Regions from separate parts of the Hordeum vulgare genome. Here region 2 is linked to region 1. Evidence: chromatin contacts called from public Hi-C data. All regions are on one chromosome and are shown on one strand. Each heading gives the region's core, a stretch centred on a gene start, on an enhancer-like site or on the middle of the called end of the contact. The rest is flanking DNA. Distances are from core to core; before and after follow the strand shown. Region 1 holds the start of LOC123403206. Region 2 holds the start of LOC123406214 (SNW/SKI-interacting protein A-like).

The links. A called contact is a pair of places that touch in the nucleus more often than the background predicts.
Region 2: a contact with region 1 is called in a Hi-C map of leaf, with 2.9 times the contacts expected there. The contact joins the promoter of LOC123406214 here to the promoter of LOC123403206 in region 1. A contact is called at or near these places in 2 of 6 Hi-C or Micro-C datasets (leaf and seedling) and 1 of 1 datasets of contacts at active chromatin or transcription factors (embryo).

What each region holds. Positions count from the first base shown.
Region 1 is chr6H:513,665,954-513,671,929 of MorexV3_pseudomolecules_assembly, reverse strand. LOC123403206 reads left to right here and starts at 3,154. Exons shown (of 1, transcript XM_045097155.1): 1 at 3,154-4,329. The coding sequence starts at 3,724. The coding sequence ends at 4,038.
Region 2 is chr6H:513,800,204-513,806,179 of MorexV3_pseudomolecules_assembly, reverse strand. LOC123406214 (SNW/SKI-interacting protein A-like) reads right to left here and starts at 2,941. Exons shown (of 3, transcript XM_045099690.1): 1 at 1,012-2,941; 2 at 857-932; 3 at 575-855. The coding sequence starts at 2,798. The coding sequence ends at 748.

The DNA.
Region 1 (5,976 bases), core at 1,905-4,404:
TGGAATGATGCAAAGGGCACTGTTGATTGCTCAAAAGAATGGTGGGATGAACATCTTTTGGTAAGAGTTTACATTTTGTTTTTCAATTGTCATGCTTGACATGATTGCAGCACCTCACTTGCACTCTTATTGTTATTTCAGAGATGCCAAGAGAGAACACAAAAGAAATGCAACCATTTGAAGTTCAAAAAACAGGGATCGAAGCACCTTGACGATTTACATGTCATATTTCAAAATGTACATGTCACTGGGCTAGTGCTTCTTGTGATGGTGATATCTCCTCTGATAAATCAAGTGATGACAACATGATTTATCTGGAGAAACCCGGTGATGGTGCTGCAATAAATTTATCATCTTTGAAGAAACCGAAAGCAAGCAAGAAGCACAAGAAACCCTCTAATGTAAATGATGAGAAGGATGAGAAGAGTCCCTTCTTATGGTTTTGCAAGCAGACATGTGAGAAGATAGAAAGTGAAGTGGACAAGATAACCTCAAGTGTGGAGGCATCATCAGTTCTTCCAACCAACCATGTCCCTACCATTTTAGAGGTCATGAAGATGGTGAAAGAATGTGGTGTCAAAGAAGAAACCGCTGTCATGCACACAACCTTCACTCTTATGGTGAAGCCTGACTTTAGAGAAATACTCAAAGTTCTTGAAACAAAAGAAGAGAGGTCTGATTTTCTAAAGAGGGAGCATGAGAGCGAGATGTTGAAGCACATGTAGACTTGTGTTGAAGAACTATATTTTCTTATGTTGTCGAACCATATTTGCTTATGTGTGGATCATATTTTCTTATGTTGTAAACCATATTTTCTTATGTTGTCGAACCATATTTTCCTATGTTGTGAACCATATTTATTTCACTTGTTGAGACATGATTGTGTCGAACAATATTTGCTTATGTTTTCCAACAATATACATATTGTCAAAAATATTGTTGACCATGAGTATTTTAACTTCTTCATGTTCCTGTGTAGATGGGTTCAAGGATGGAAGAAGTGGCCAAAAAGGGTCGGGGTGGATTGAAAATTCTAGCTGAACTTGGGAAGCAGGCTGCTATCATGGGAAACCTAGGTAACCTCTATGATGAGCGATACTTGAACAAAATATACAGATTGCCCCAGCAAACTGGACTTCAATTGGTCACGGAGTGTTATGGTTGGCCACAACATTTTTATAAAATGTTTCGGATGAGCGTTGATGTTTTCATGGAACTTCATGATTTGCTTGTCTATACATATGGTTTGACATCAATTACTAATGTTTCCTCAATTGAGTCATTGGCCATGTTCTTATGAATTGTTGGAGGCCCCCAATCATTCGCTCAAGCTGAAAACCGGTTTGTACGATCACTTTAGATAGTTCATACAAAGTTCAAGGAACTTTCGTTATGTTTACGCAAGTTAGCGAAAGATATCATCAAACCGACAGATCTGACTTTTAGTTGTGAGCATGAAAGGATTAAAGATGAATGTGAGCATGAAGGGATTAAAGATGAACATTTCTGGCCTCATTTCAAAGGTGGTATTGGTGCAATAGGTGGATCACATGTGCTAGTTTCAGTTCATGTAGATGATACGGTTAACCATAGATGTCGGCATGGTTTTACATCGCAAAATGTTCTTGCAATATATGACCTTGATATAAGGTTTACCTTTGTAGTTATGGGTTGGTCGGGCTGTGCACATGACACAAGGACCCCGAATCATGCATTATCACATTTCTCTTCATTTCCTATACCTCCCAAAGGTATAACATACTAACAAAAAATCTCATCACAGATTATATTCTTACGTGTGTGACGCTAATTTATTGTTCATTTTCAGGGAAATACTACCTTGTGGATTCTAGGTATCCAAATCGAACGGGATACCTTGCTCCTTTCAAAGGGAGTACATACCATCTACTGGAATTCTACCTTCGTCGGCACCGTACACCTCAAGGGAAGTATGAGGTGATCAACTTTTTACATTCATCCCTTCGAAATGTCATTGAGCGTACTTTTAGGGTGTTGAAGAAGAAATAGCGCATATTGAAAGGGGTCCCAAGTTTCTCACCTCGTACGCAGAAGCATATCATTATTGCTTGCATGGCATTGCATAATTTCATTCATGATAGCAAGTTGAGTGACAGATAAATGTGATGCCGATGATGAGTATGTACCTCCAGCGCTACGGCAAGAGGTGGCACCAACACAACTGGACCTGGTTGAAGAGGAGGAGAATAAAGATACCATAAACAATATTCGTAGTAGGATAGATGATGCTTGTCTAGCAATGGCAACATAAGTTTAGCTATGTTGACGAATGTCATCATCAAGTGAACCATATGTGTTTTGTATAGTGCATATCTTGTGTAGTATATTATGGGATCACTATCTATTTAAATGTTTGCAACATCAACATACAGTCGTTACATTGAATCGCCTATGTTGTCATAATTTTACTTTGCAAATTTATCGTTTGATTACCTACAAATGTACATATCATTGCTTTATGGTCAATTAGCGTATAAATATGTCCACCCAGGCCCAGGGGCATCACACACAATTGACAATCAAATCTACAGTTTAACAGCCGTTTTAGCCAAACAGCCGCCAACTTTTCTACAACAGCATTTTCGCAGCAACTTTTCGAGTATCTGCAGCTCAACCAAACACAACGTTAGCTTCTTAGATACTTATGCCACTTGCATGGTCAAAGGTGAACTGAATATGTGATGTATTGTGTGTACTGCGTTTTGGCGCCTGATAAAGATGGATTCAACACAAGGATAATTCTCTTTCTTTCTTGAATGTCAATATACGCGGAGAATTCCCCGTGTCTTGGTGCTCTTGTTGAAAATGGAAATTTCTACTGCATGCTTTTGTTATTCCTGTTGGAGTATTCACATTTTGTACTATCTTGCCACAAAACAGAGCTATTCGGTCTGACTAGACAACTATTTACAACCTTCCATGCATGATTTCTGCAGAAATAATACCAACCATATACTCCGTTCCTAAATATAATTTTTTTTAAAGGTTTCGCTACAAACTATATATATAGATGTATATAGATAGATTTTAAAATATATATTCATTTATTTTGCTTTGCATGTAGTCCCTAATGAAATATCTAAAAAGACTTATATTTAAAGCGGAGTGAGTACCTTTGATGGTAAAGTTCTCTTCGTCTTAAAACAGCTTCAAAATATTTCCCTCGAGGTCACTCTAGTTTGAGCTTTGATGGTAGAGCTCTCTTCATTTCAGAAGAAATGTCTCACTCATGGGAAGATGCACATACAGTCCTTGTGGCTACTGGGATAACTTGGCTCGGCCATTAAAGAACTAACAAGGCATGAAAAGTACGTACAGTAGTACTATCTAAAGTCTAAACAGTCTTATGTGTCAGTCAAACAACCATTTTCTGCTGAAATTAAAGTTTGACATGAACCAGGCGGCTGTGAAACGGCCAGCATCGTTCGCCTCCACAAAACCCAATCACAAGCACACCGGAGACCGGACATGGACGCTGTGGCGTCGCCTAGCATCACGTGCATGCAACGTTAGGCGCGCCGTCGCCGTTGGAGTGCCCTCAACCACCTCCGCATCCTCCCCTCTGGAATAGACGCAACAGCAGAACAAATTATTGAGAGATAGACACGCCCCACAGCCCAGCCTCCAGCGCCACTTGAACCTGAAGCAGAGGCCACAGTGCAAGCGCCACTCGAACCAGGGACGATGAAGCCGCAGACGCAGCTCCTCCTCCTCCTGGCCTCCATCGCCGCGGCGCTGCTCATGAGCCGCGGCGTCCTCGCCGGCGCCGGCGCCCACGCCGCGATGCCGGTGCGCATCGTCGAGGACGACGAAGTGGGCTTCGCAGAGCGTGAGGAGGCGGCATACCCACAGAGGAGGGTGCTTGCTTACAAGCCCGAGTACGTCGGCTACGGAGGGCTGGAGGAGAACAAGGCGGCGTGCTACGGCTCCTGCCCCGGCCGGGGGCAGCCCTACACCGGCCGCGGCTGCAAGGCCATCTTCGGCTGCCGCGGGCGTTGATTATCTCATCTCATCTGGAAGGTACTACTGCCATTCCTGTTTGGCTTCACGGCAGGAGAAAGGGCCCTTCTTCCACTGACCCAGAAAGCTGTGGGGAGATAAAAAAATGTGGTTACTGTGTAATCTCAAGTAGTTTTACATGCATGTATTTGTGTTCTTGTGTGTAATTTTTGGTTCCTTGTGTGTATAATAATGTGTGTTTGGATGAATCCAAGCATGCATACAATTCAGAAAAAAAAAATTGTGTTATTAGTTTCCAGGAAGGAATGAACAGCTCAAACAATTAGCCAATGGCTAGCGATGCAAACGCCATGTGCATGAGTTCATGATGTTTTGGTAATCGTACAGTTCATAAACATAATACCAGATAATTTTACCACCAAACAAGCACGATTAGAAAGTAACAGGCAGTAATTTAAGTATACATTATCAAAATGGCAAAATATAGGAGTGCAGATTGGCCTGGTTGGAGTTCGTCTCGAACTCTCGATATAAGAAAGAAAGGAAAAGAACACTTGGTATTTTGAGGATATATAGGACATGAATTCAATGCGTCATGTCCAGCAACACATCTAAATCATCAGGGTAAGAAGCAGAATAATCAGAACATGCGTATTGTGGCAATCTAAATGTTACAGCAATTATTTAGGATGGACATGGACACAACAGAAGGATGCTTTTATAGGAAACAGTAGAACAGCAGCTATATTTTACCTTGCTAATTGCAATATTTTGAAGCACCTCGTCCTTTTTCTACCTTTGTGGAGCGCTTCCTTTCGGACCAATGTCTTTGCTCTTTCTCCGGTAAACTCATCAGCATTTTGCTTCGTCAAGAGTTCTCTTCTCCTCGAATAGCGACTTGCACCTTGAACAAGGCATGCAAGAAACTTCGGACCATAAGAACTAGTACATCAGTGCTGCACAAACTGAAGTTCACTGAGAAGATGAGAAGTTGCGGGTGGAAAACATAGCTGCAAGGACAAGAGTGCTTCAATAACATCTTACCTCCTCCTCTGCTTTGTTTCTTCTCCTGACCTTCAGTATCTCCTTCCCCCTCTGCAGAGCTTACACTTCATTATACATGCAGTAAGCTGCACATGGAGAATGATGGAATTAAACAGCACCGCATAAATAGGTGGACAACAACTGCATTAGTAATTTCAAACACTCACGACACGAGAGCATATATCAGCTGAAGCTCCAGCCCGAACAAACAGGGGCTAGGTAAGTAGACGAGGACAAAAAGATTTCTTGCAAACAGAATGTTCAGTGAATATGATATAACACTGACGCAAACCTGAACTGAGAGACATCAGAATGGTGACGAACCGTAGGGTGAGCACATGAGGCCGAATCGGCGAATCAACGCCGCCATGGACATGGGATGGCACTGGGGGTAAATGACCAGAAAAACTCTAAACCCCATGCCACCTCAGAATTTTTATGTGCAATCCTACGCATCTGCAATGCGATAGAATGGCCCAAAGCCAGAAAGCCTGGAAACCTGCTTTACCAGGCACAAACTAAATCTTTAGATGATATGAGGTTACAGCTAGGCACTATTGCAAGGATCTGAAAGATGTGGCAAGTTTGTGGAGAGTTAAGTTAACGGAAATGCCGAAAAGAAGAGCAAATCATACACAATGGTATCAGTATGTCACCATATGACCACCCCCAGTGTAGACATCAATACATCATTACATATTTTCTTACGTAAGTTTAGGAAAATTTCCATATTTAAATGGTCCAGCGAGTCCAAAGTTCATTTGTAATAAGAGATGATAAAATTGCACAAATTTATAATTCATAGACAACAATGGTTTCGCACGGTGCATTCAGAACTTACAGGAAACACTATGGATACAGGAGAATCGAGAGAACAAATTTAACTAGTAGCTCATTGTTAAAAATAGTTGCAGCTTCGAGCTAGTACTTTGC
Region 2 (5,976 bases), core at 1,692-4,191, 130 kb before region 1:
GATGTACTGGAGGAAGGATCACAATTCTCAACCCAAGGGGATTCTTTCAGATGATTTAATATTGTTTAGAACATTACTCTTCAGAGTTCTTCACTAAACTGCATCTCACAACAGGTAACCTTGACGCTATGTAATGTAAACTTCAGAAACAAATCCAACAAGGTTCACTCTCACACGTACTTACTCTACTACAGAGAACCACGTTTCCTCATCACCAACGAACCTGACAAGATTTTTGTTTACCAAGATCGTACTGGCGACAATAGCGATATCAAAATCAAATCAACAAACCAACCTAAAAGAACTGAAGAACTCGTCATTACACTCCCTCAGACCAACCTGTCTTACAACCCCAAACAAGGACAACCGAGGATTTTGGCATCAACTCTACACCAGAGAAGATTTGACAACAAACCGTCAATGATCTAAACAGAACTTCAGTAGCAAGTTTAAGCAGCCCATACAAATGAATAAAACAAGCAAAAGCACGGCTTCACGGCATTCTTCTTCAAACCACTCCATGCTTATTTCGGCAGACGACCACAAATTCATCCAACCAGTAAGCATGAAAACAAGAGATGAAACATATACCCATTCCAGCGAGATATATTACGACTTTGATACAGCTTTGAAATTAACAGGACATGGAAGAGCCTATGTAACATGTGTAACGACAAAGTTCATGGATCTTGTCACAAAGATACACACCATACAAGCATTGTAGGATCTAATAAGTAGGTACACAGTTTAACACGATGGTTGAAATATAACAAGCAGCCAGATCACAGCAACTAAAACCATCAGGATCATCCTTACGTAAGAAAGATCATATTCTCCATAGAAATCCTTCAGTGTTGATATTTGAGTTCTTCCTTGTGTAAGAAGGATCATATTCTCCAAAGAAATCCTTCAGGATGATATTTGAAAATGCACTGAGAACATGAGAATGCAGAAGATAAACGTGCACAACAAATACCTCAACGTCCTCCTCTTTCAAAGTTAATGCGAGACCTCCCAGATCCTCCGCCCTCGTAATCATCCCTAGAGGATCCACCACTTGCCTTCATAGTTCCTCCGCCACCAATCTTGTCCACAGCTTTCTTTCCCTTCTTCACCTCAGTCAAGAACTGGTCAAGACCGAATGGATCAGCCTCCTCTTGCTTATCAAACTCCACGGGTCTATCTCTCTTGCCAGCCCTCTCTGGAGCACCAGTAAATGCTTTGTCAGGCTTGAACCTCTCTGTCTTCATAACCTTCTCCAGCTGTTCGTCTGCATCACCACCATACACTTCAGAATCACCATCCTTCTTGGGCCTGTAAAGACTTGACATGCTAGACTGTGCTGTGAAGAGGCCCTTCGAATAAACATTGTACTGATCATCAGCAGCAAAACCAGAGTCCATTCCCTTGTCCTGGTTAAAGAGCCTCTGGTCATACATGACTTCCCCGGTCTTCGAACCAGTATTTGCCATACCCAGGGCCATCTTCTCACCGACGTCACGGTCCCTGTCTCTAGTGAGCTTACTCTTTTTACCCATTGCAGCATCCTTTGCCTCCAGCCTCCTCTCCCTCTCCCTCTCACGCCTCCGCTCCTCACGGATCCTGTCACGCTCAATCCTCGCCTCCCTCTCTTCTCTAGTCTCCCTGCGCTGCTCACGCGGCTGCTCCAAATCCATATCTGCATCACCATCATCAACCCTCTCCCGCTCTCTGTCCCTCCCACCTCCGACAGGCATACCCGTGGATGGAGGTGGAGCACCAGACCTTTCCATGCGGGCCTTCTGTGCAAGTGCCCTCAGCTCTTGCTCCTTCCTCTCCTTCTCCTTTAGCATTAGCTCCCTCTGCACCTTGGAGCGCATCTGCACTGCTTCCCTCGCCTTCTGCTCTGCAACATACAATGCTTCTGAAAGCTTTGCAAAGTTATCATTAATCTGAACCTCCTGCAGCCCCCTCCCATCAGCAGCCAACCTCTTGTCGAGTGGGATTGTGTAACCCTTTGGATTCTTCCAATTTGAAATGCAAGGCGGGATCTTCCAATCCTGCTGGTCCTTCACAGTGACGGGCCGTGGTGGCGAGTGCATAACCGGCACAGGCGGCGACCCAGATGCACGGGGCACCCGCTTATGCTTGAACTTTGGTGGGTCAAGAGGATCTGAAGCCATTTCCGACATCCTAATAATCCTCTCCTTGGCACCCGAATTGAACGCTGCCGACTGCTGCGACGGCTTATACTTGATGAACTTGGACTCCGAATCATGCGTCGGGACGTTTTTGGGCTGGGCAGCAGAGAGGCGAACGTTGACGATCTTCTGCAGGGCGGCTACGGTCCGCTCTGTGGTCTCCTCGACCAACTTCTCGTATTCCTCGTCCTCGACGGCTTCCGAGTCGGCCGTGGCGATCTTGGGCACGATGTCGCTGTGCTTGGAGTAGACGATCTTCTTGGCGTTCTCGCCCTGCTTGACGACGGCGTCGAAGGCGACGCTGCCGTGCGCGTCGACGGTGAGCGCGAGGATCTTGGACCCGCCCTTGTCGTCCCGGCGGCCCATGCCGAGCGGGTACTGCGCGAGGAGGATCTCGGGGAAGGCGCCGCCGTCCCCGAAGTCCTCCGGCCGGCGGGGCACGAAGCCGGTGCGCTTGCCGTAGGGAGGCACGGGCTTGGCTGGGCCCGCTGGCTTCCCCGCCGCCGCCTCCGCGGGCTCCCCGCCGTACCGCTCCTTGAACCACGGGTCGCTGCTGTGGTCGTAGAACGTGGACGACGACGTCTTGGGCGACGGCAGGATCTCCCTGAGGGTCCCCATGGCTGGTACGGCGGAGTTGCCGCGGATCTGGGCTAGGGTTCCGGCGAGTCGCCGGATGTGGGTCGGGGATCGAAGAGGAGAAGCTAGGGTTTGGTTTGGTTCGATTTGTGGTAATATTTTGGGGAAAAGGGATAGGGAGGTTGCCAGGGCCGTGGGTTAAGAAGTCGGCAACTGGGTGGGCTGGTCCATGTTACAAGAGCCGAGTCTTGCTGCGGACTGAGTGGACTGGCCCATGTCTTCTTTGTTGGATAGCTATTGCCACCTTCAGGACAACGTATCAATCTTGTTGCTGCTCAAAAAAAAAAAAAATATATATATATATATATATATATATATATATCAATCTTGTCTCATTTCTCAAAACAAAAACAAAAACTTGTGTAAAAAAAGGCTAACGTATCAATCGTGATATATCATTGATTTTTTTCTAGTAAAGGTTGCCCAATGACACTCATCAACTGATTAAAAACATTCGAGTTGTTCCAAATGAATATTTAAGTGAATGCTACCTAGGTTTGCCTTCATATATGGGTTCATCAAGTAATGGACAGGGATAGGGACCATCGGTGGCGGCGGTTAGATAGGGATAGAAACACCGATAAGAGGAGAAGGAAGGAGATGGTGGTGGCTCTCTCCTTCTTGGCGTGGCCACCAATGCTGCTTTAGGATCCATGTTTTTCATCCAACGGTCAAAAGGTAATTCATCGGGAAAGTTTAAATATCTGCAAGCAGCTAGATATGCCGGGGGAGGAGGTAACATAGGGGGACTATGCCCTCATATGACATTGGGGTGAGGGTAGGGGTGGGAGGTATGTGCGACCGGAGCCGGCAGTAGGGGTCGGGGGGAGGGTATGCCCGACATGAGAGACATGCGGTAGGGGTAGTAGGAGGAGTGTCTCGCTGGTACAACTAGGCCGCGGGGGCAATAAAGGGAGATATGCCTCGCAGGAATACTATCATAAAGGGGACCAATAACTTTTTGGACAAGTGCCCTTGAGTAATACAAAACCTTATATTAAGTTGAATTAAGAAATTCCTCACGTGCAACATTCCTTTCAATTTTTTTCTTTCTCAATAGATGTTACCATATGAAACTTGTCAAAAACTTGCCTATCCATGACAGAAGTATTATGTACGATTCTAATCAGATATCATTTAACAACTTACCTATCCTCCTATGGTTTGATCCTTATTTATGATCAATTATGCGGACGCTCCGGAAGAAGCCGCCTCGTGAGGCCCGTCATCGCCAGGCTAAGTCTGGCTAGGGCCGCCAAGCACCAGATTGCTTCGTGAGGCCGACTCATGAAGAAGGTCGTATGGTGTCATTCACGGGACTCCGCGCCCATCACGTGGGTGACATCCTGCTGTTAGGATAAGGATGGTAGGGCATGACCAAAGCGAGTTTCCATTCTAGTGATAAGGGAGCAACGACGCCTGACTCCCCCCAAAGAGAGTCCCAATGCATTTCCTCCTTGGTGCAAGAAGATCAGGACGGATTGGTGCACCAGGACGGAGGTCATCGTCAAGCCCACTAGCACGTCACGATGACCGATTTATCAGGTGGAGAACGCCTTTAGTCAGGATAGGCATGGGCGTATGTCCCGCTTTGAATTGCTGCCCTGTGGCCACCCTTTCCCGATCACATTTTCGGGGAAGAGGACCAAGGCACTAAAAAGGGGAAGGGCCGCCTCCATGTAAGGGGATCGAGCCATTCTCCCTCACCACTCGTGTACTTCGAGACATAAGCTCTCCATTATAGAGCAATACAACACAGGCAGGAATAGGGTATTTGTTGGAAATATGCCCTAGAGGCAATAATAAATTAGTTATTATTATATTTCCTTGTTCATGATAATCGTTTAGTATCCATGCTAGAATTATATTGATTCGAAACTCAAATACATGTGTGGATACATAGACAACACATTGTCCCTGGTGAGCCTCTAAGGACTAGCTCGTTGATCAAAGATGGTCAAGGTTTCCTGACCATAGACATGAGTTGTCATTCGATAACGGGATCACATCATTAAGAGAATGATGTGATGGACAAGACCTAAACCATAAACGTAGCATGTGATCATGTCAGCTTATTGCTACTGTTTCCTGTATGTCAAGTATTTGTTTCTATGACCATGAGAGCATGAAACTCCCGGGCACTCGAGGAATGCCTTGTGTGTATTAAACGTCACAACGTAACTGGGTGACTATAAAGGTGCTCTACACGTATCTCCGAAGGTGTCTGTTGGGTTGGCGTGAATCAAGATTGGGTTTCACTACTAGAAAAAAGCCTACTAGTAGCGTGGGTTAAATAGCTAGTAGTAGCACGGGTGCCCGCGCTACTACTACGGCACTACAACTAACTGGTAGTAGTAGCACGGTGCATCCTGCGCTACTAGTACATGTGTTAGTAGTAGCGCGGGGCCACACACGCTACTACTAACTATTTGTAGTGCGTGTTTGTGACCCGTGCTACTACTATTAATTTGAAAAACCAAAAAAAATTATGACCCATGCCGGAGAAGAGGGTCGCTTCCAGGAGTGGGTCTTGTGCACCGCTGGCCGGAGATGGGGAGGAGATAAGGCATCGTCATCCTATACACCGACGGATGGGAATGAAACCCATGAGGGGAGGGGAGGGAAGGGAGGAGCAAATCGAAGATGGGCAAGAGAGTGCCTAGCTTCACGAGCAGTGACGCTCGTCCGACGACAAAGCACACGGAGAGGAGGAGCTCCATGGGGTCATCGGCCGAGCAAGAGCGCATGTACGTTCCGGCTCGCGACTGTTGGGACAAGTTGGAGCTCCAGGTCGAATCCCATCGCGGATCTGCGGGCAAGCGCCATGGCCGCCGCCTGACCTTTGCGTGGCTCGAGGGGAGGGGAGGGTATGGTATGGGATGGTATGGGAGGAGAGAGCTGGGCCATTGCCGGCGGCGGTGAGGTCAGGAGAAGATGGGACATCGTTGGGTGGTGGCGCCAATGCGTGAGTTGAGGGGATGGGAGAAATGAATCGGAGAGAGGGGGAGAGTGACGGGAGAGAGGAGGGATTCAGGGAAGGATATATGGGGTAAAAACCCACGCTACTACTGTCAACTTAGTAGTAGCGCTGGTTTATACCCCGTGCTACTACTATTGCATGTCCCGGGGGCACGGTTGAGACCACTTAGTAGTAGCGAGG